Linked DNA regions of Mus musculus: regions 2, 3, 4 and 5 are each linked to region 1. Evidence: chromatin contacts called from public HiChIP or PLAC-seq and promoter capture Hi-C data. All regions are on one chromosome and are shown on one strand. The core of a region is the stretch at or near the end of the contact, and the rest is flanking DNA. Distances in the headings are between cores, read along the strand shown.

The links. Promoter capture Hi-C pulls out the DNA fragments that hold promoters and counts their contacts. HiChIP or PLAC-seq counts read pairs in DNA pulled down with a chosen protein or histone mark.
Region 2: a contact with region 1 is called in a promoter capture Hi-C map of liver, with 2.2 times the contacts expected there. The contact joins the promoter of Atp13a1 here to the promoter of Zfp930 in region 1. A contact is called at or near these places in 3 of 39 promoter capture datasets (the C10 cell line, the HPC-7 cell line and liver) and 1 of 9 other capture datasets (pancreatic islet).
Region 3: a contact with region 1 is called in a promoter capture Hi-C map of embryonic stem cells, with 2.4 times the contacts expected there. The contact joins the promoter of Yjefn3 here to the promoter of Zfp930 in region 1. A contact is called at or near these places in 2 of 39 promoter capture datasets (the HPC-7 cell line and embryonic stem cells) and 1 of 115 datasets of contacts at active chromatin or transcription factors (embryonic hindbrain).
Region 4: a promoter capture Hi-C map of embryonic stem cells shows a contact between it and region 1, with 2.8 times the contacts expected there. The contact joins the promoter of Sh2d4a here to the promoter of Zfp930 in region 1. A contact is called at or near these places in 3 of 39 promoter capture datasets (embryonic stem cells, liver and pre-B cells) and 1 of 115 datasets of contacts at active chromatin or transcription factors (large pre-B cells).
Region 5: a contact with region 1 is called in an H3K27ac HiChIP or PLAC-seq map of extraembryonic endoderm stem cells, with 5 times the contacts expected there. The contact joins the promoter of Zfp866 here to the promoter of Zfp930 in region 1. A contact is called at or near these places in 2 of 115 datasets of contacts at active chromatin or transcription factors (astrocytes and extraembryonic endoderm stem cells).

What each region holds. Positions count from the first base shown.
Region 1 is chr8:69,206,560-69,211,200 of GRCm38.p6, forward strand. Zfp930 (zinc finger protein 930) reads left to right here and starts at 2,487. Exons shown (of 4, transcript NM_001013379.2): 1 at 2,487-2,600. The coding sequence starts at 2,598. Gm39188 (a long non-coding RNA gene) reads right to left here and starts at 2,438. Exons shown (of 2, transcript XR_870488.3): 1 at 2,300-2,438; 2 at 1-140.
Region 2 is chr8:69,788,666-69,792,936 of GRCm38.p6, forward strand. It overlaps Atp13a1 (ATPase type 13A1), which reads left to right and starts at 2,498. Exons shown (of 26, transcript NM_133224.2): 1 at 2,498-2,976. The coding sequence starts at 2,590.
Region 3 is chr8:69,892,406-69,896,990 of GRCm38.p6, forward strand. Yjefn3 (YjeF N-terminal domain containing 3) reads right to left here and starts at 1,578. Exons shown (of 6, transcript NM_001353930.2): 1 at 1,506-1,578. The coding sequence starts at 1,570. Ndufa13 (NADH:ubiquinone oxidoreductase subunit A13) reads right to left here. Exons shown (of 5, transcript NM_001382215.1): 3 at 2,837-2,915; 4 at 2,099-2,170; 5 at 1,764-2,005. The coding sequence ends at 1,816.
Region 4 is chr8:68,274,104-68,278,649 of GRCm38.p6, forward strand. It overlaps Sh2d4a (SH2 domain containing 4A), which reads left to right and starts at 2,425. Exons shown (of 9, transcript NM_028182.1): 1 at 2,425-2,769.
Region 5 is chr8:69,772,741-69,776,978 of GRCm38.p6, forward strand. It overlaps Zfp866 (zinc finger protein 866), which reads right to left and starts at 2,171. Exons shown (of 4, transcript NM_177899.3): 1 at 2,050-2,171. The coding sequence starts at 2,052.

The sequences.
Region 1 (4,641 bases), core at 1,237-3,736:
CTGTCCAGAGGACCCAGGTTCCATTTCCGTAACACATGGTAGCTAACAATGTGCTGTGACTCCAATGGTTGGTATCTTCTGCCCTCTTCTGGATGCTGCCGGTACTGCGTACAGACACAACTAGGCAGATACCCAGGTAACTAAAATATAAAATAAAGGGTAGAAAAAGAAGGATTAAACCTGGATCCTCTAGAAGAGCAGCCACCTCTCTAAACTGTTGAGCCATCTCTCCAGTGCCTTGACGTGCTATTTCAGTGATGTGGATACCAATTAATGTCTAAAATCTCTCCCCATTCATTTATGAAGAAAAATACTCAACATACTCTTTGGTGTTGTCACAGTCCTAAGACAGACAGCAGCTAGGGTTAGTTAAAATGAACTCTTTCTGGTCCTGCATGGAAGCAGCTGTGGCCTTCCTCTGAGCCAGCCTGCTCAGAGGCAAAAGCATAGAATGCTCTTCTGAGCATAGAATAGCTCAGCATAGCTGTTCATCTAAGTACGTCTACTGTGCAAATAGGTGACTTTTCCTGTATGTTTGCGAGAATTGTTGCATTGATATATCTGCCTTTAAGAGCATACATCATAATTAATAGGTAGTATTGGCCATAATTAACAGGTAGTATTGGCTCCTAAGTAAGCTACATTCACAGTGTCATTTACTTGTGAGGAACCTACCTGACTTCAGTTTGAAGGCAGGAGCCATTATGCTGTATTGCTCAAAATACCCCATTTACTGATTTGCTCTATTTAAGTCTTTTTCTTGGAGCCTGATCTGCTTGACCCCTGGCCTCTTCATATTTCTGAGAACATCCTGAACATACCTGACCCTCTATGGTGACCACATTTTTGTTCCTTTGGTTGTTTATTCCTGTATTTTCTTATTGTCTCATTGTCTGTTTTCTGTAAACCTGTTTGGCAGAAGCTTGTGATTTTACTACTTAAAAGAGGCACTAGAAGTGGATTCAGGTCTGGTTTCCTTACAGCACTTAGGATCCAGTTGATGGCCAGCTCTTAGGTGGTTCAAGTTGTCTCAAAATCGTGGTAGTGGTCTTATTCTCCCTGGGTTCAATTAACATATGAGTTTCAATTATGACCTTGAGGTACAAGATGAACGTGCCAGAGACATTTCCTTCTGTCTTTTAAAATAAATTGTATATGTTCCTGTCCAACGCTGAGCTAAGAACACCACCAAATCAGGCAGAACTCTACGCGAATGTGTCCAGGCTCTCTAAAGAAAACCCCCATGCTTCCTGTCTTTTATTTTTGTTAAATGATTTCCCTGCTTTCTGCTGGTAAGAAATATTTCCAAGTTTTTCTGTCTTGTCTGTTATGATGGCTATTCTTGGTAGACAAACTGACTACAAATTAACTAAGACCCAAAAAGTTGCATATACCTGTGAGAGATTTTTCTTAATTAAAACTTATGAAGTGGGAAGACGCTTCTGGGTCTTTTGAGGCGATAAGATCCACCTTTAATCTGGGCCACACCTTCTGGTGACAGTCCACATAAATAGAGAAGAAAGAAGCTCTCTCTCTCTCTCTTTCTCTCTCTCTCTCTCTCTGCCCTATCTTTGGTTAGCAAGTTCATTCCTTTAGAGCCTCCTTCTTTGAAAATGTGGTATACAGTGAAGCCCAGCTTAGACACGCAGCCTCATGGACTGAACTACTGGATTCTTCCAATTTTAGTTGCTAGACAGCACTTGTTGGTCTAGCTGGACCACAGCCTGCGAGCCGTTTTAATAAATCCCCTTTCTACATACAGAGAGGGAAAGAGACGCTCATTTTTATCATTTCTGTTCATCTAGAGAACCTTGACTAATACAGCTGCGTTTTCTCACCTTAACTCAGAAAAATGTTAGGAATAGTGTTCATAAACAACATTCTTCCTCGAACCATTTCTTTCTAATTATTCAAGTTACCGTGGAGACTACACTTATCATTAGTGTTAATTTGTCAAGAGATAGACCTGAATTTCAGGAAGAAAACTCCTATAGGGATGGATCCACCATCCAGCCTTCTTGTGGGAGAAACACATTTCATTGTGTTTGTGATGTGGTTCCAGGTTTTCTCTCAGGATTGTCCAGTGTACCTTTGCCAGCCAGGTAGAACGTAGCTGTAGCTCACCTGACCTCACCGTGAACCCACAGAACAAACATTTGTTTTCTAAAATCTCCTTAATTATTAATATCGTGGGCACCCTTCCACTTGTGGGACAGGAGAAACACTCCACTCCACATTTTGTAATGTGCTATTTAAACTAGCTACCTTGTGTCAAGGAGGAAAAGGGGAAAGTGCCTACCACGCAAGGAAAGATAGAAGTGAAGCTACCTCAGGTCAAGAGCAAGGACTCCTGAAATGCAAATATCTGCAACAGGAAATACTGTTCTGTGCTGTTCCTTAAACTCCAACGCCAAAGGAGGGACTCTTGTCACTCAGGCCTCATCAGCCAATGAGAACCTGCAGTCGGAGCGTCATCGGGGAGGCGGGCTCTTCCGGGCGCCAGGCTCCAGGCTCCGTTCCGAAGCTGGGAAAATGCAAGCGGTTCTTTGCGTGTAACAGGATCTGTGAGGGGTGCACGCGAGCTTGGAAGCCACGCTATGGTGAGCAAGGGACCGCAGTCTTGGGAGAAGTGGGCTGCTGAGCCTCGGCATCCCTTTTGGTAGGCTACCCTTGGACTGGATGGAAGCTAGTGGGCCAGATGTGGAGTTGTATGAAGTCCCATGCGGTCTCTGTAGTTCCCTGTACCAAAGTGGTGACCTCTGAAGAACTTCACCCTGTGGGCAGCGTCTGTGTAGAGCTTTGGGGACATGGTGTGTGCGTAGAAACATCTTTGTAGCCAACATCACCGTGCTTCTTGTGCATCAGAGGACGGCAGGTTGCCGTTTTAGTTTAGCTAGCATCTCTAGAATTTCTGTTCTTCGGATTTCACATTTGGAGTTAATTTTGTGGGTATTGTGCATGGAATCTTATGTGTTGGTAGCACTCCACTATTTTGCTGAGATGATAATGCAAAGGATTTACCAATGCTTCGGAGAGAATAAGTCACACAGAGTAGAGTTTAGCTAAAGGTGGGCTGCCTCTGAAACACCCAAAGATATAGTGTATTAATGAGGTCTGTAAGAGATGAAGTGCTAGATACGCATGTTTGTTCACCAGGATTGTCTAGACATTTGGCTCCAACCATAAGGAAGGAGACAACCCTGATCTTAAACAGCCGCTAGACCGATGCCCTTAAGAAGTGGCAGGAGACCAAGAAGCTGCTCAAAGGAGCAGGTAGGGTCATGTAACCAACATTAAGGCCTGGTGTGCCATAAAAGTCCTGTTTTCTTCTTAGGCAGTGGCTGCTTTCTATGGATCCTCTTATATAGATGCAGCCAGTTGTCCTTTTGTTAGCAAGCCAGACAGCAGTATGGTCTTCACTGTAGCAGCATCAAGATCTCGGCCTGCCTGCTGTGGGCCTCTGCGTTTATTAGTTATAAGGAGCCGTCACATCATTACTACATTATCTGCTACACACAGCGCTGACCTGAGCTGGAGAGCTGACCTGAGCTAGCTGCTCCTCAGCTTAACACCCAGCTCAGTCCTCTTCTAACTTCTTAGTGTGCTCTCTATGATTTCCCACCCCAGCTTTTATCTTTTCTCCTTTATACTTTTATAATCTTTCTCAGTCTGGCATATTCACCTAGGGACCCTGACACTGAAGAATGGTCTACTGTTCCAGGATACTGGTGTACTTAAGAAATAGTCCTGGGAATACTTTGTTGTGTAAGCCTCTCTTCTGCCTAAGTAACCACTTAGCAACTTAAAATTGGACTCTCCTGTCTCTATGTGAATTGTTCAGCGTGTAACCTGGGGCCTGACGCAGCATATGTAGGATGGAAAATGTGTCCTAGGCTGGCTCCTCTTTGAGCACCAGCCAGTGCTGTATGCATGCTATTCTTCAAGAATTTTTCTTCATTAATACCTTACGTTCATCAAGTTATTTCTCTCTGGGCAGACACATTAATTCTAGAACACCTGTACCTCCTGCAGAAAAATGTTTCTGAGGCTCTGTCTGTTACATTGTTTCAGGTAGCCTTGACCCTAGATACAGACAAGTCTATATGTCCACAGGGTATATATCTTGCTGTCCACTTGACTAAAATTAAAATTCTAAAATTCTTAAATTAAGGGGTTATACCATCATAGAGTTTTAAAATGACCAATTTGAGTCACTTAGACCACAAGAATCATTTAAGCAGTAGTAAAAGGATTTGTGTGTGGAGCATGGTCTCTACTTTCAGACCAAAATAGGAGCAACAGTTTATTGTATACAGTGCAGGGGGAAATGGGGAAGGCAATAGCTAGATCACAGACTGAAGTTTAAGGCAGTCAGCTCCAGTAGTCCCATTATGAAGAAGGTCCTGATTGAAGTAGGAGGGTGGTTTTGTAATTTTTCGACATGTATTGATTCATGCCATGTGAACGAAGACAGATCAGATTGGTGGGTGTACAATTTGGGGAGGTTACCTTGAGCCAGTTGATATCGAATTTCCAGCTAAGGAACTCTCCTATGCAGATATGTGCAATCCTGGTTGAAATAGTTAAGCCAGCTCAGAGGTTTGAGATATAGGCCCTCACTGCCTGTAGCTGAGTGTGTCA
Region 2 (4,271 bases), core at 1,248-3,747, 580 kb after region 1:
GCCTGGGTGTGGAATGGTCAGGCACTGCTGATGCCTCAAAGGAAAGGCATCATGAGACACATGGAGGACCATCCCTTGGAGCTTCTAATGTTTATTCTGTCGGCTACAAAGCCTGTTGTCTTTGAATGTAATATATTGTCTTCTACAAACAGGTTTATATCCTAGTCCTTACTAATTGTCTTACTTAAAGTTAGGCTCCTTGAACTATGGCTTCCGGTTCCCTTATAAAGACTTATAAGAGCCGTCTTACTATATATAAAGTAATGGGAAAAAAATGGAAAGTAAAATATGTAAAGATTCTTATCATTTCCAGTACACCAGATATTTTCAATAAGTAATGTAAATAAAATATGCTTAAAATATTGTGAAAAAAAAAGAGTTGTAATACATTATTACATCATCCCCAAACACGAGGTAGATCTTGTTCATCAAAAAGACAGGACACCCTTTTCCAAGCAGAGCAAGATGGTCACCCTGGGATTCCCACCACAGATGTCAGATGGCTCATGCATGATTGCTTGTCCTATCATCTATGGCAGGAAGCGTGCAGCCACCACTACAGCAGGAAAGCATATCACTCTCCACCACAGGGAGAACTAGCCATAACGGGATTCACCCACAGATGTTCTCCCTCACACGAACCAGCCTCAGGCCCAGCCTCAGCGCCCAGGAAGGGAGCAGGCACTTACCTCTCCCTTTATTTGGTTCTACCAGTCCCAGTTGTGCAGGCACCATTTATGCTGTGTGACACTATTCCTACAGAGATGTGGACAAACGTCAACTCACCCCAGAGATGACAGATGAATGTAATAAAAACACTTAAGTTTAGCAGGGCATAGTGGCGCACACCTTTAAGTTCAGCACTCGGAAGGCAGAGGCAGGTGGATTTCTGAGTTCGAGGCCATCCTGATCTACAAAGTGAGTTCCAGGACAGCCAGGGCTACACAGAGAAACCCTGTCTCGAAAAACAAAACAAAACAAAACAAAAAAACACTGAAGTTCAAGTCAATGAATCAGAGAGCTTACTGGAGTTATCGCAGGAATATGGCTTAGTGGCTGCTTAAACTTGGCTGGCAAGGATGACTGAGAGGTCATTTGGGGGTGAAGGCACACCCCCAAATGGTGATCACTCCAAACTGCAAACCTAGAGTTCTCCGCCGTACTTGCAATGAACTTGCCTGCCTAATAACCTCGGGGAGAAGTGAGCCTGCTGCACCTGCTAAGGTTTCAGGAATTTCTTCAGCCTCTGAATTATTTCCTGAGTCTTAACGGACCTCTCTGTAGAGAGCAGGCTCAGAGGGCAAGAGCATTTGCTGCCAAGCCCAAGGACTGGAGACTAATCCCCTGGGGTGGGATAGAGTGAAGAGAAGCGAGGAGACAAGGCCTGCCTTTAGAACTTCCTTAGTCCTCTTATCAAACTTTCCTCCAGTCATTTCAACTGAGAGAAAATCACTATGCAACAGCAGGCTGCAGTCAGGGGGCTGTGTGAGTTTTTCTATTTGTTTGTTTTTACAAAGAATGAAACCCAGGATTTCAAGAATGCTGGGCAAGCACTCTAACACTGAACTAGCCAACACTTTTATTTTTTTTTTTAAGTCTGGAAAAAGTCTCCTTAAGTTCTCAGATGACCTTGAAGTTGTCATCTTCCTACTTCAGCTTTGCTTATACATGAGATGCCCTGCACTACCAAGCAAAATAACATTGAAAAAGAATAAAAATGATCTATATTGGATCTGGGTAGGGTGGCCAGCACTCGCGAGTCAAAGGCAGCGGCCACTATCAGCACTGGCTGCTCTTCCAGAGGATCTGTATTTAATTCCCAGAACTCACACTCACAACTAACTGTAACTCCAAATCCAGGATTCAGACACATTCTTTTTTTTTTTTTTTTACCCGCTCCCACCTCAGACGAATTCTTAGGGCCCCGTAGGAACTGCACAGCGCGCGCGCGCACACACACACACACACACACACAGAGACAGATACATACTTATATATTTTTAAATCTTCAAAACCTTCTTATGGCTGTGTTTAAATAACAGTACTTGTACAGAATAGTTGCATAAAGCATCATAGTATATTTCATAAGTACCTAATTTTCCATTTATGTTAATGTGACCTTGTGTACTTATTACCGTATGGCTTGCATGGAAAAGGCACCCTCAACCCTACCTTGCGAAAGCTCCGCCTCCTCCCAAACCCGCCCTCAAAAGGTCCCAAGTCCTAAAGTTTGTATCTTAGGGTAAGCTTTTCTCCTCCCCAAACGGAGGCTCTTTCCTAGATAGATGCCGGAAAAGTTGCTGAGAAGGGACGGGCTCTTCCGTTTCAGGGTCTCTTGCTGATGTCAATCCCGCCCTGCCCGTCTACATCTTTTGCGTTCTTAGTTCGCCACGGCCGACCTTAGCAAGCTGATTTGGACCTTTGGTACCTTCTTTGTCATGGCGGCGCCCTGAACAGACACTTGTGTTAACCCACCTAACGGTTTACCTAGGCGCTTCCTATTCCAAGGTGGCGCTCAGACCTTACCGGAAGTAATAGACCGGAAGTGGGGCGGTGCCTCTGCCGGAAGCCAGCGCAGCGCTGGGAAAGATGGCGGTGGTGGGCAACGCGGTTCCTTGCGGAGCCCGGCCTGGCGGGGCCCGGGACAACGGGTCTCCTCAGCCTGGGTCGCGATTGCGGCCGGGCCTAGCTGCCGGGCCAGCACTCATAGCGAACGGCGACGAACTGGTGGCCGCCGTGTGGCCGTACCGGCGGCTGGCGCTTCTGCGGCGCCTCACCGTGCTGCCGTTTGCCGGGCTGCTGTACCCAGCCTGGCTGGGCGCCGCCGCCAGCGGTTGCTGGGGATGGGGCAGCAGCTGGACCCAGATACCCGAGGCCGCGCTGCTGGCGCTCGCCACCATCTGCCTCGCGCACGCACTCACTGTCCTGTCGGGGCATTGGTCTGTGCACGCGCACTGCGCGCTCACCTGCACCCCGGTAAGTGCGCGCGCGCGCCCGACCCCGACCCGGACCGGGACCCAGGCACAATGGGGCCTAGCGGGGGTACCGGGCTGCCGCGGGCTTGCGAGTCTCCAATCTTAACAGCTCGATTCTCCAGCGGCGCCCCCTGTCCTATGGCTCAGGCCTACTTCTGACCCCGCTGTGACTCGCCATGCAGTTGTGGCTGGTTATTTTGATTCACAAGAAACACCTGGAACACACTTAGAGCAGGATCCATATGCTACTGTTAGTGTGAATTGTTCTCTTAGCTCCCATATGGTGTATTGTTCTTGGAACGGTTCCGCCTTGCTTCTCCGTCATCTCCTACCTTGGTTTTGGTTTTCTTTTCTTACTCTTTTTTTTTTTTTCCTGTAAGATAGGATCTCACTATGCAGCCTTGGGTCGTCTAGGACTCACTGAGAACCGCCTAGCTCTGCCTCCAGAGTTCTCGGGTTAAAAGCCTGTGTCACTATTTCTGGCTTCTACTCTTGTGTTGGTCTTTCTTTCTTTTTTTTTTTTTTAAGTGTTAGATTAGACCTGTGGGGTAATACCCCCAAATGTATGAAGCCAAGTCCTATGGCCCAGTGTTCAGCTTCTGTCTGTCCCTTGCTAGACCCAAAAGAGAGTGTAATTCATTCTGGTGCTGAAGATGGCCAGGAACTACTTGTAAGTGACTTAAAATAGCGTAGAGTCTCAAGTTATCGGTAAGGTATGGTTAAGATGAGGGCTTGTCAGAATGGTGCAGTGATTCTAAATTCAGAACTCTAAACATAGTGTCACTACAGGAAGCACTGACTTTAAGGTACTCTAGGTTGAGGGTAATACCCAGTGAGCACACTACAGATCACCAGATTTGAAGCCTGGCACACCAATATCTGTTCTGGGTAGGTCTTTAGAAAAGGGAGGCAGTGTCAGTGACTGAAGGAAATCCTGAGTACCCTCATATACACCCTCAATGGCTATGTGTGCGCATTGAATTCTTAGTACCAAGAGAAGGCATCCTGTTTCCTTCATTAATATTTATCCCTGAAGAGGGGCCCAAATTTCTGAGCTTGGCACCCAGGGTCAATAGATGGGTGTGTGTGTGTGTAAGCGCTTGCGCTCATGTGTGAGACATTCGGTCCCTAGCATTCTAGCTGTCCTTTGGACTGTAGCTGAGAACTTCCTTTTCTAGAAAGGAGGAGAGGGAAGAGCTAAGCAGCCTTGGGTGAGGAGGCAGATCAGGCTTTGCTTCTCTCTAGGTTTCACTGGGTTTCAGTTTCACCCTACTGTACAGTGAAAGCTGAAACACC
Region 3 (4,585 bases), core at 328-2,827, 680 kb after region 1:
GCAGAGGCAGGTGGATCTCTGTAAGTTTGAGGCCAACCCGGTCTACAGAGCGAGTTCCAGGACAGCCAGGGCTACAAAGAGAAACCCTGTCTCATGGGGAAAAGAAACGAAAGCCGTCAGGCTGCTCAGTCAGGAAGATGGGACCACAGGTGCGGGGTAGGAGACCTGCAGGAAGGAGGAGTGTGTGGTGGGGGATGGAGAAGGCACGGGCCACCTGGCCAGCTTCTGGCACAGCACATCCAGCTTGTGCTCAGCGTGGGAAAAGGCCCAGACACAGTGGCACAAACTTGAATCCCAGCACTTGGAGGGTGAGGCAGGACTCTCACTAGTCCTGCTTTCTGAAATTCTGTTTCAAAAACAATGCTGGAGGGATGTGAGATGTCTCAGTGGCTAAGAGCCAGAACTGCTCCTGCAAGGGGCCTGAGTACAGCTCCCAGCACCCACGCTGGGCAGTTCCAGCTTCAGGGGACCCAATGTCTATTTCCTGTACAGACACCTTCACAATAAATTCACAGACATGCCTTAAGAGTCGACAAACTGCTGCCTTTGCAATCAGTTTAATTCCTAGAACCTGCAGAGGTGGGGTGGGGTGGATAAACAGCTGGGCACAGCAGGTGTGTCTGTGACCCAAGCACTGTCAAGGGACATGCAGGAGGATCTGTGGACTTGCTGGCCAGCCAGCCTAGACAATCAATAGTCTAGGTTTAGTGAGAGACTCTTAAATAATAAGATGGAGGAGACTAGAGGAAGGCAGACCTGATGGGAGCCTCTGGCCTCCACTCATAGGCATCACTGTGGAGAGAGAGGCTCAGTCCCACTTTGGTCGGACAGCCATGGTTGCTGCCTCTGCAGGGGTGGGTGGGGTGCTGATCTTTTCCCTGTCTTCACCTGAAGCTATGATAGCAGGGACAGTGAGCAGTCCTAGAGAACCCAACCAAGGGGCAGCGCTGACCCTGGTGCAGAGTGGATGCGAGCTGGGGGAGCAGCCCCCCCCCTCCCCCCCCGCCACTTGGGGCCTGATATTGGGAGGTCCCACTCAATTCCAGCTCCTAGGACAGGAGCAGCCAAGCTTAGATCTCTTTTCAGGTCCAGTGTTGAAGGGAATTAAGCCTGAAAATCCCAAATTACTTCTAGAAAGGCAAGAAACCATCCAGCTAAGGCACCCGGGTGCCCTCCCCATCACTTGTTCACAGGCATCATGCATACATTCTGTACTCCAAAATGTGCCAGGGGCTTTGGCAAGGCATCCTGAGCCCCCTGTGGCTCCCAGTGGCAGTAGATATTCAAAGCCTCTGTGTGACTCCAAGCCCCTGACCACATCTCAAACAATTTCTCTCTGACAATAGAGAACCTGGTGGGTGACTATGAGGGCTGGCTTGCCTGGAATGCAGTTTCCTTGGCAACTCAGCTTTGGATGCACCTGCAAGCTCCCAGCAGACCTTAAGCCCCAGACTCACCTGCCTCCTGCCTGCCACCCTGGCCGCGACCCCTTGTCACCCACTGACCTGAGAAAGCGCCTCTCCTCTGGCAACTGGACAGGGCCCGTGTTGTTGTGCACACTGCTGCTCATGGTCGCATGGGCAAGCTGGCTCCGCGCTGCCTTTTAAGTGTGGCCCGGAGGCGGAGCCCTGTGACTAGGCACCTGCTAATCTGAGGCCACTAGGAGGCGCTCCATACAGCCATTGGCCAAAGCACGGGGTGACTTAACTCTGTGATGACTGGGCCGCGGGCCCAGCGATTAAGGATCCACGATAGAGTCACTATAGAGTCAACATTTTATTTGACCACTCTTTATTATGTGCGTTGGCTCAGGCCCTAAGTGTACCAGGTGAAGCCGAAGTTGGCATTGCTCATCTCCTCCTTGGTGCGCAACCCATACATCTCGCCAATGAGGGGTGGCACCCATCGTGTGGTATGGAACACAGACTCGCCCACCTTCCAGTTGGGCACATCCTTCATGATGATGGCTTCCTCCTCCAGGTTTTCCCGGAGAATCTGCAGGGTCCTGTGGCCACGAGGCATGGCTAAGCTCAAGGCAAACCATTGTCCCTTCCTCCCAGTCCCTGATAGCTCCACTGGACCTCCCACCCTAGCCTACCTCCGGTCCTTCTCTGCCTGGAAGAGCGGCATGAGGGCGATCCTGGCCTCCAAGTCCTCAATCAGCAGGCGCCTGGAAAATCAATACCCAGTGGGGTCAGATGTGGCCATTGGGAGAGTGTGGGACACAGACGTGACAGGGCCACAGGGCGCTGGTGGGGCTGGTGGGGAGGGGGAAGCTGGGGCCAATGCTGGCCACCTGAGTTGGGACAGGAGGGCAAGCTAGGGCACAGCTGGCACAGGCAGGCAATAGCAGCCATAAAACTGCCAGCTTCACACTTTCCTTTCAAATAAACATTTTTTAAAAATCCTAAAAATAGCCCTGCTTGATGCTCTGGATGGAGGGGGACACTCATCACTAGGCTCTGGGCTTTACAAAACCAATTCCCTTTGTTCTCAAAATAGCAGGGGGCTGGGCCTGCAGGGCCTTCTTCCACTGTTCTTATTTATCCCCACAGGGAGTCGAACTTCTCAACTTCAGGGGCTGAGGAAACGGGAACCCAGGAAGGAATCTTTCCAGGGAAACTTTTCATCTATGACACTCACGGTCTTGGGCTCTCTGGTACCTGCCACCATGTACCAAGGCCAAGCCCACCACCTGCTGGTTACCACCCACAGTGCCAGCTGTGAAGCCCAAGTCCAACAGCTGAAGGCCTGGTCTCAGCGTTTTACTTCAGGACAGGAAGTAGGAGTTCCCTCATCCTCACAGAACCCCTCCATGGTGGTGAGCAGGGCCTACCTGCGCTCCTGGTTCCACCTCATCATTCTCCAGTAGCCAAAGATCAAGGCCCCGATGCCCACAGCAAACATGCTGTACCCTGCAAGAGAAATGAGACCCCCCTCTCAGCATGGTGCCCTCCAGGGCCCCACTTAGGACACTGGGTCATTGTACCCAGTGAAGTACCTGCTGGCTCTGCCTTCTACACCCTCCATAGGTGGACTGTCCTTCCTCAGCCACTTCCCCAGGGCAGTCTCTGTCTCTTCTGCTGTTAGGGTACTAGGCAGTCTGGGCTGCCACACTTTCTGGAAGGTATAGGTCAGCATGGACACAGCAGAGCCCCAGAATATAAAACAACAGTTCTCAACCGTGGGTCCCATATCAGACAATTGCATTACAATTCATAACAGCAGCAAAATTAGTTATGAAGTAGCAACGGGATAGTTTTACACTTGGGGGTGGGGGTGAGGGTGGGGGTCACCACAACATGAGGAACTGTATATTAAAAGGGTTTCAGCATTAGGAAGGTTAAGAACCATTGCTCTATAAAGAAAAGGCCCGGTCCCCACCAGAGGCTGGAAGTGCCCTGGGGTGCCACACAGCCTGCTCCTGACTCCAGGAGTGGTGTAGGCACTGCAGGTTCAGTGGGGTAGACCACCTGCCCTACACCCAGGGGAGACAGGGGCCACTATAAATAACTCCTGAAGACCAGCAGGGGCAGTGCCAATCTTGACTGGCAGGACAAGCCCCAGGGGTCACCTACCAGCGACTATAGATGGCATGGAGGCTGGGCCACAGCAGGGTAGGACAGGCTCTGGGGTGCAGCCTGATAGGCTCTGGATCTCAGCAAGGCTCTAAGGGTTCCCTGGATCCTCAGCTTGCCAGGAGCCAAACATTTCTCCTTAAGCCAGATCAAACCTTAAGGCTTGTGTTCAGAGGCTAGGTCCTCCAGCAATGGACATGAAAGTGTGTGGGTCCAGGCTGAGAGGTACAAGCTCTCTGGGAAAACCCCAGGCGTGTATGACCATCTCTGGCCAGCTGACCGTGGTGTAGAGGCAGTGCTGTGCTTATTTTCCACAGCTAAGAGAATCCTAGGGGCCCCAGCTTGAGACTCAGCCCTAGAATATGGCTTGAGCAGATTTCTGACCTGCAATTTCTCAAAAGAACAAATAGGCCCTTGTGAGGAGCTCTGGTCCTTACTTGTGGGCACCCAAGTGTGCCCTGGCTGCATCTAGAGTGGGAGCCTGGAATGAGGGAGTCACATGCCAACACCCAGTCTTTTCCTGCACCTGGGTGGCTACAGTGATCACTGGGGTGGGCTGCATTTTAAGAGGTGCCATGGGGGATTGAGGAGGTGGGTGGAGGAGCAGAAGTCACATCCTTCACTTCAGCCCCCAAGTAGCTGATGTTGTAGAAGGTATTGTGTCATCCTGTGTCATTCATTCTCTGCTGAATCAATAAGCTTGTGAGTGGGTGGCAGTGCTCCCCCACACTGTGTGCAGATCCAACACAATCACCATCCGAACCACAACCTTTTTCCCCTTGCAGAAACCCAGATAGGTCATGAAATTCGCGTGGAAGAGACAAGGCTGCTTTCAGGAGCAAAGTTTCAGGATTCCAACTCGACAACTTCAAACAGCTGTGTGTGCAGAAAGATATGCTGGCATGGGGACAGTCATGTTTGCTAGTAGGACAGAACCAGGCGTCCACAAATAAACCCTCACATTTTATGGTCAATTGGCTTTGTACAACGATGTCTCAATAATTAAT
Region 4 (4,546 bases), core at 1,175-3,674, 930 kb before region 1:
GGGCCCAGTGTGAAGCTGCAGAGGCTGTAGGTTTAAGGTTGGGACATGGCAGATTACATGGAGGTAGGATATCTGGAAGCAGTGATATGACTGAAAAGGCTCAGTGATCGGTTTTCCTGGCTGCAGAAAGTTGGCCAGCAGTTTGGTCTTAATTCTCTGGGCAGGGGAGAAGGTGAGCATCAAAAATGTTACAACAATTGAATGGTGGATCGATTATTCATTGAAAAAAAAATAGCTTCATTCACAACCGGGGACAGGCTCTGAGAGAAGGAGCTGCCACCTCTCTTTTGACAGGATTACCTGAAGTACTTGTTTGACATACAGGTACCAGGACCCCGAAATGTTCTGTTTCTTAGGTCTGGACTGAGGCGTGGGCTCAGAATTTAAATAAGCTATTTCAGTGTTTCAATAAGTTATTTGTGTCATTTTCTATTCACACATGCTAATTAAATTTAGGTTAGAAACAGGACCAGTGAGAGAGATGATTAGTTACCTATTTCAGTGTAACAGACTACCTCCAAATGACTGACTTACTACAATACAAATGGCCCGCCCGTCTTCAAGGAATTTGAGAGTGGCTTAACCAAGCAATATCATGAATTTTCAGTAAAGCCTCACACCAGTATTGTAGTTACTACACAGCTTGACAGCAGCTGAGGATCTTCTCATTTAATCTGTGTGGGTTTAGCCTTTCTGGGTAGATCTCTAAAGGATGACTTGCTATGGAAATTCTTATCTCTCAGCATGAATGTTTCAAGGGTATGGGAGACAGAGGGGGAAGGAGAAGGGATGACGGGGAAGAGACAGGGCTACAGACAACGCAGAGCTACAGGCTTTATTTTCTCATCTTCTCACTGGGAATCTAGGCCTGAAACTAAGTAGCTCACACTGGCCTGGAACTGCTATCTCTCTATTTCAGCATCTCAAGTGCTGGGATAATAAATCCTTGCCACTACCACACACTAGCCTGGGAAATAGAACACCACCACTTCTGCTGTTTTCTACTGAGCACACAGACCGATACCTGGTACAGCAATGGCCTGCATGCTTTGACCAGGATAATTGCTCATAGCCTCAATCCAGGTAAGGTGAGACACAAAAATTCATAGCCTTGGTATAAAGTAGGAACACGAATTTACAGTATCTGATGTGGAGTAATAGGAGCAAATGCATTTGAATATTGCGTGCCAGAAATGGTTCTGAACACTTTGTGCAAGAGCCTCTATCTATTCAATAGTCTCTGGCATGCAGTAAGTATCCAAACATATTAGGGCCAGCCATGCTCTGAGCACTTTGCATGCATTATCTCACTTGAGCCTCACAAGAATTGAATCAGCCAGGCACTGCTGATATCGTGAATGGCAAACTGTAAGGCTAAATGTAAGGGGGAGAGCTGTCATCAAGAAAGGCTTGTCAGGACTTGGAGACAGAATGAGTCTGGAGGAGGGTACCTAGTGATAGCATCAGTGTCCCATGGGCCCCTGAGCTGGCTGATAGCCAGCTTGTACAGCTCCTTAGTTTCCAGAGAGTGTGAGGACACGTGCTGAGCAGATACCACCAGTAGGCAGAGGAGGACAGAGCATTCTAAGGCACCTCATCTGGCCACCCAGTTCAGTACAGTGGAGAGTAAGCTTCGGGCCGGGAGTCCTTGCCTGAGTGGATCTCAAGCACAATTCCCAAATGGCTGAGTCGTGTTTCCTGAGAGTGTAGGGTGTAACTCCTGGCTGTAAGGTTTTCCAACTCAAGGGTTTTCTGCGGTTGTGAAAGCCTAAGATAAACAATGTTTGGGTCCAGCATGCCAGGCTCCTAAATCGATTGGACAGGGTGTATAAAGTCACACCGTGTTTCTTGTTTATAAGACTTCTCTCTAACCTCCACAGTCTGAGGTCCTGTGTCATCCCTCCGCACCTCTCAGCCCTGTTTTCTCCCCACATCCCTAACGTTCCTCACCCGTGGAAAAGGCTGGTCCACCTTTCCACTCGGCTCAGCTTTCCTCCCTCCCACGTATGCTTAGGCTTCATTGGTGCTCTGTGCCATCCGGGCCCTGATCTGTTAGTCACAGGGGACTTCCACCTTTTTCCCCCTTTCATGTTTCTCTCCCTGGCTGCCCCTGTCCCTAGTGCCTTCAGCCTGCAGCATTCCAGTCTTTCTCTTCCTTGATCATGCTCGGTAAAGCCACACCTGGAGTCACAAATGCTTCAGAGTTTGATAATTTACTTAATGTCAACAAAAGAGAAGGAAAAAGTAAGCTGTAGAATGCAGGGGCAGAACTACAGCCAACTTGGCCTGCAGGACCCAGGTTCCCAAATGGGCCTTGCCTGCCTCCGCAGGCTCCACCTACAAGTCAAATGTGGAAGGGGCCGGACTATTGTAATTAATAAGTCCCACAGACCCCCACTGAGGTGGTAAGGCAAACTACCCCAGACTGTAGACAGCGCTCTAGATTAACCAAGGACTAGTGGCCTTGCTGTCACTGGACCAAGGCAGCCAAGCTTGCCTACTGGCCCTGGAGCGCCTCCAGCACCCGGGTGGGGCCTTGAGGGAGCGCCCAGTCAGTCACCCCAGCATGTGGGCGCGGCGGGGCGGGCCAGGGCTGCGATCTGGACGCTGAGTGTCCTTCTGGTCCCGAGTGTTTGTCCAGACAGCCCGCGCGGCTGGGTCTCTGGGAGGCTGGGTCTCTGCTTGTCCTCCCTTCTCTTCCCGGACAGTTGCTGTAGGCAATCTGGAGGTGGCAGGTGCTTGGGTCACCTTGCTCCGGGTACTGAGCAGGTAGGTGACCGGGTCGGGTAAAACGCTGGAGCATGGAGCCAGGCAGAAGGGTGAGCGAGGAGTGGGAACCAGCAGGTGAGTCTCTAGAGCGAAGGGTAAAGCACAGAGGACAGGGACAGGAGGAGACCCTGGTTCCCGCGGTCAGGCTGTTCACCTGTCCCTCTGGTCCCTCCTCCACCGCGCGCAGGGCGAGCTCGGGTGCCCAGAGGAACCGACCGCCACAGCTGTGGGTGTCCGATGTCTCGTGTAGGGTGTCCAGTATCGGCAGCCGGGGCCGGGCGAGTGGCGGCCCTAAGAATAGAGGGCTTGTGATCATTATACTAAGAGTCTCCAGTGGGAGGAGAATCGGAGGCAACTTGGAGTCTTTCAGGGAAGTCATGGTGCCCGGGCGGTGTGCATGCACGCGTGGTGAGTGCTTACACTGGCCGGGGCAGGTGCAGCTGCGGAAGCAACCTGCGAGGGTCGGGGCCACGAAGCAGGTGCTGGGTGCCTGCAACAGTACCCACAAATCAGCGGAGGTCCAATCACTGGGCAGTGCCATGTGGTCTCTCCTGGCCCGGAGGTGACCTTCCAGACAGAGTCCTGAAACCTGTTTCAGCCCACGCAGAACTCTATTAGAGAGCTCCCCGCGCGGGGACACCCTCCCGCGGGCGCCCTCACGTGGTACAGAGAGCAGCGGGCTCGTCCCCTCCCTATGGTTCTGGGTCAAGGCTCAATCTAAAATCAGCCTAGCAAGAACTTTCCTCAACAAAAGTAAACCATCCGCAGCCACTCCTGCCCTGGGGGGTTCATGGGCCCTAGGTGGAGTCACTCACTGTTTGCAGATTTTCTCAATAGTGTTTCTCTTCACTATGGCCCTAGAGAAGCAGGGATAACCAGCTACATCTTGCTCAGTTCCCTGACAAGCTTCTCTTGTTTGTGGAACGAAACAATGTATTTATAATTTTTAATTTAATAAATAAGTGGAAGAAATACTTAGGTGAAGATTGGGCACAAATGGACTTGTCTAGTTATATCTGTGAAATACTTCAATCTCGAGAGCATTTACAGAACTTCCAGCTGCTCTCACCACTTGCAATTTATTTTATTTTCAAAATCATCAAGTAAATTAATGAGAAAAAAAAAATCGAACAATCCGAAGCCTGTCCACAGAGCTAGCTGTTTAAAGAATAGATAGAACTTAATCTAAATTCTTAACTTTAGGGATATATGTACTATACATACCACGATAATTCTATGAAGATAGCTGTATTAGGCTCTATACTAATTAAAAACACAATTATGTAGAAAAATGGAAAGTGTGAAAGTCAGACCAGATCTACAGGTATCCTGGGAACCTAACTGAATTTTGTACTCTTTCAAATTTTTAGAGTGAGCAACAGGTATGGACTTGTTGCTTGTTATTTGTCTTTTTCAAAAAAAAAAATGCCACAGGAGAAGAAAAACAAGTTAGTTGAGCTGCACTTTGTGTTGAACCTCGAGTGATTACACTCAGTATGAGACAAAACCATCACCGTGCAGATCAACGTTAGCAGTGATTGTCCTGTAGAGTGAAAGAAGGAAAAACCCAGGCGGATTCACTTCCTCCTTTTTATTTCCTGTACTTGTCTCAGGAACTTCAACGTAGATTTTATCTCAGTATCCAAGAGCTACAAAGATCCCCAGATTAATTTTATGGATTAGGAAATATGGTCCAAAGACTTGAGGTGACCTCCCAAAGTCACAGCTCACTGGAGGCAGAGCTGGGAATCTAGGCTGGTGTCCTTTGAAGTATCCT
Region 5 (4,238 bases), core at 921-3,420, 570 kb after region 1:
AAACTGTTTCCTCAAAATAAATTCCAAGAATCAACAAAACTCATTGAACCAACAAGATTATAACCAGTAACTCTTAACAAATTATCAAAATGTTTAAAGATGAGTATAATATCCATCAGCGTCCTGTAAGCCAACAGTGAGCAGCTGGATAACAATACCCAGTATGGCAATGCAGGTAAGAAGAGACAATGAAATATATACCAATTCAATAAAGTCCTCTAGGTAAGAACTACAATTTTTTTAAAAAGATTTTAACTGTTTTAAAACTTTCAAAAAGTTTTATTAGGAGCAAAGAGGAGATACAAATTATAGACATTTCCAAGAAAGGCAATGGGCCTCTTTGAGTGAGAGAATGCCAAGGGGCCTTACTTTGTTTTTTTCACACTTTTTTATGAAGATCAGTGTTTTGCCAGCACATATGCGGTGCCTGTGGAGATCAGAGGAGGCCTGGAGACTAGTTACAGGAGGTTGTAAATGGCCACCTGAGCACTGGGAACTGAATCAGGCAGCATCCTCTGCAAAAAACAACCAGGGCTTTTCACTGCTAAGCCACTTTTAAAGTTTTAAGAGTGTGTGTGTGTGTAGGGGTTCGTGCATTTGAAGGAGGTGCCCTCAGAGGCCAGAAGTGGAGATGGGATGCTCTGGTACTGGAGTTATAGGCAGTTGTGAGTCACAGAGGTGGATGCTGGAAATCAAACTGGAGTCTTTACAAGAGCAATACCCTCTTAAGCACTGAACCATCATTACAGACCATCCACCTCATCTTTTTGACAGGGTCTCATGATGTAACCCTGGCTAACCTGGAACTCTGCAGCTATGTAAACCAGGCTAGCCTCAATCTGCCAACCTCTTCCTCCCAAGTGCTGGGTTAAAAGTAGACTGACCAACCAACCCAGCAAGAACTATAATTTTTAACAACAAAAAACAAAACAAAACAAAACCATGCAGGGCAGTGGGAGACAATGCCTTGAATCTTGGCACATGGAAGGCAGAGAGAAGCAGGTGTATGGCTATGATTTCAAGGCCAGCCTCTACAGAGTGAGTTTTAGGCCAAAGCAGACCTAACAAAAAACAAAATAAGCAAAAAAGACAACAACAAAACCCCAACCAAACAAAAAGCAAACACAAAATAGTGATACCCCATAAATATGGCGATAGGAAGCTTCAGAACTGAACGTCATGTTTCCTCAATCTGCACTAAGATTTAAATAATCACAATATAAATCCTAACAACTTATGAAAAATTAAGAAACTGATTCTCAAGTTTATGTGGAGAGTGGAAAAAAACGAAAATGGTCCACACAATTCCAAAGAAACAGCACACAGACTTAAAGTGTATATATATAGTTATAGATATTATATATACACATGTTATATACACACACATATATATATGGGGTGTGTGTGTGTGTGTACCTTTTTTTGACAAAGTAGCAAAGGAAACTCAACAAAGGGCAGAATAGCAAAAGGTTATTAGCAGAACCGATGTCTATAGACAAGAAATTAAATAGAGTTTCACAATGTTGGGGCTGGAGAGATGGTTTAATGGTTGGGAAAACCGGCTGCTCTTCCAGAGGACCTGAGTTCAATTCCTAGTACCAACATGGCAGCTCAACAACAGTTCCAGAGGATCTGACATCCTCACAAAGACATACATACATTTTGGCAAAATACCAATGCACAAAAAATAATAATTTTTTTAAAGTTTAAAATTCACAGTATTAACTCAAGTTGATTGCTTTGACCTAAATGTTACATGAAAATTCAGAACTTCTAGAAAGTAGCAGAAACTAGATGACCTATTGTTTTACAACCTTCTGATGAGATACCCAAAGCAGGACTGTATAAAACGCCTGCCCCAGACAGAGCACCGACTCTTTCCTGCGCGAGGCGGAGCCTCCGCAGGGAGGCTCCGCGCTCTGCGCAGGCGCGGACCACGGCGAAGAGGACACAGGGCCCAGCGCCACACAGCACTGAATGCCGCTGCCGCCCCGCCCCAGCCTCGGGGAGGATCCACCACAGCGGGCAGGGACAGCGGCCCTTGCTCACCATGGCGCGGCTTCCGAACTCGCCCGCGCTCTCCTCACTGGTCCCGGCAGCAGCGCTCACAGCACAACACACCGCACCTCCCTGTGCCGCAGAGCCGAGCCACAATATGGCGGCCGTGAAGAACCCGCCTCTTGCCGCTCTCCAGTAGTCCTGATTAGACGGCACGGTTCTAGAACCTGATTGGCTACCAAAGCCTGAGTGACACTAGCTTCCAAAGCCGAAGTGTGGGATTCAAATGACAGCCATAGCCCCGCCCTCCTTGCTTCTAAGCAGAACTAGCTTCTCCCTGGTAAAGCAGTACTCCATCACCAAGTCGTCACTGTGCACACCGAGTGCTCATTGCAGCAATCCTGCTGCCTCACAATTAGAAAGGTGCTCAGGTCAGTTTTAATTAGAAGGTCAAATTATAACTGGACATGATGTTCTCCAGGCATCAGGAATTTGAGTAAGGAACATCTATGGTTTATACATCTGTCCCAGGTTGCACATTAACACAAGTATTCATTTCCTCTATTTTCATAGCATGTGTGTTCTTCCAGTTAAGATCTCTATCCAGCCGGGCAGTGCAGGCAGTGGTGGCACACACCTTTAATTCCAGCACTTGGGAGGCAGAGGCAGGCAGATTCCTGAGTTCGAGGCCAGAGTGGTCTACAGAGTGAGGACAGCCAAGGCTACACCAGAAACCCTGTCTTGAAAAAACCAAAACAAACAAACAAACAAAAACCAAAAACCTCTCTATCCTTCCATCTCACCCCCGTTTCTCCTCTCCAGGCCTCTACAGACATTCTAATTTAAACAAAAGCAAAAAGAAAAAGAAAAAGAAAATTGAAGACGTGGGTCAAGGAAATGACTTAGTAGGTTAAGCATGAACATAGTAGAAGAAGACCAACTCAGGAAAGTTGTCCTCTGGCCTCCACAAGTGTGTTCTTCACACACACATAAATATACACAGACACACACACACGTACATAGCCACTAAATCATCAGAACATTTTATTATTTAATTTTTGGTTTTTTGAGTTAGAGTTTCTCTGTGTAGCCCTAGCTATCCTGGTGTTTTTGTTTTTGTTTTTTGTTTTTTTGTTTTTTTCCAAGACAGGGTTTCTCTGTATAGCCCTGGCTATCCTAGAACTCACTCTGTAGACCAGGCTAATCTCAAACACAGAGGTCTACCTGCCTATGCTTCACGGGTGCTGGGAAAAAGGCGTTCACCCATTTTTACTAAAGAAGAAGTGGGGGAGTACTGGCAGTAGAAACAATAAGAAGGAAAAACCCAGCAAAGCTAATGGAGTCAATGAACAGATCAGTGAGTGGTGTTCAGTCGTGTAATGATTAGTCTTGATTGTCAAAGTGATAGGAGCAACCCTCCAGCATGTATGTAAGGGTGTTTCTAAATAGGGTAGTTGAGATAGGAAGGCTCTTCCTAAAAGTGGGCAGTATCATTACCTAGACCACAATCAAGGACCGACTGAAAAGAGGGAAGGAGGTGAGGGGATGGGAGCACTCTCTGTACCTTCTGCTCTTGTAGAGAACTTGTTTGGTTTACACACACACACACACACACACACACACACACACACACACACACACCCGTTGGCTCTTAACTTCCTGTAAATCCAGCTCCAGGGGATGAAATTCCTTCTTCTGAGCGCCTTCATGGCTCATGCATACTGAATTACCCATACATGTAAATAAAAAAAATGTTTTTAAATTATCATTATAGAATATCTTTTCTCCTCCTATGAAGGTTCCGATTCTCCCTGTTTAAGATCTCAAATATCTCTGAATTATAACTATTCCTAAGACAAGATATAATAAAGAGAATATACCTAGGAGCCAAAGTTAAAACTCCGTGTTAGCGCCAGCTAACCATCCATGAGAACCAGCTCTCTATAACCTCTTCATATTTTTTAGAGAGGATCTCACTCTGTACCCAAGGCTGGCCTCCAACTCACAGGAAACCACTGGTCTCTGCCTCTCGTGTCTCTATAACCTCTTGGCTTTAGTTAGTCTGGGAACTTTTGAATTATGTTTGGCTGACAAAAGTGAATCCATGCTTGTTGTCTTTTTTTTTTTTTTAATGTTTATATGAGTACATTGTTGCTGTCTTCAGATACTCCCCTTCCCAGACACCCCTCCTGCAAAAGGTATTTAACCCCAGGCCTGCCCTGAGAAGTGGGGTATGGTTT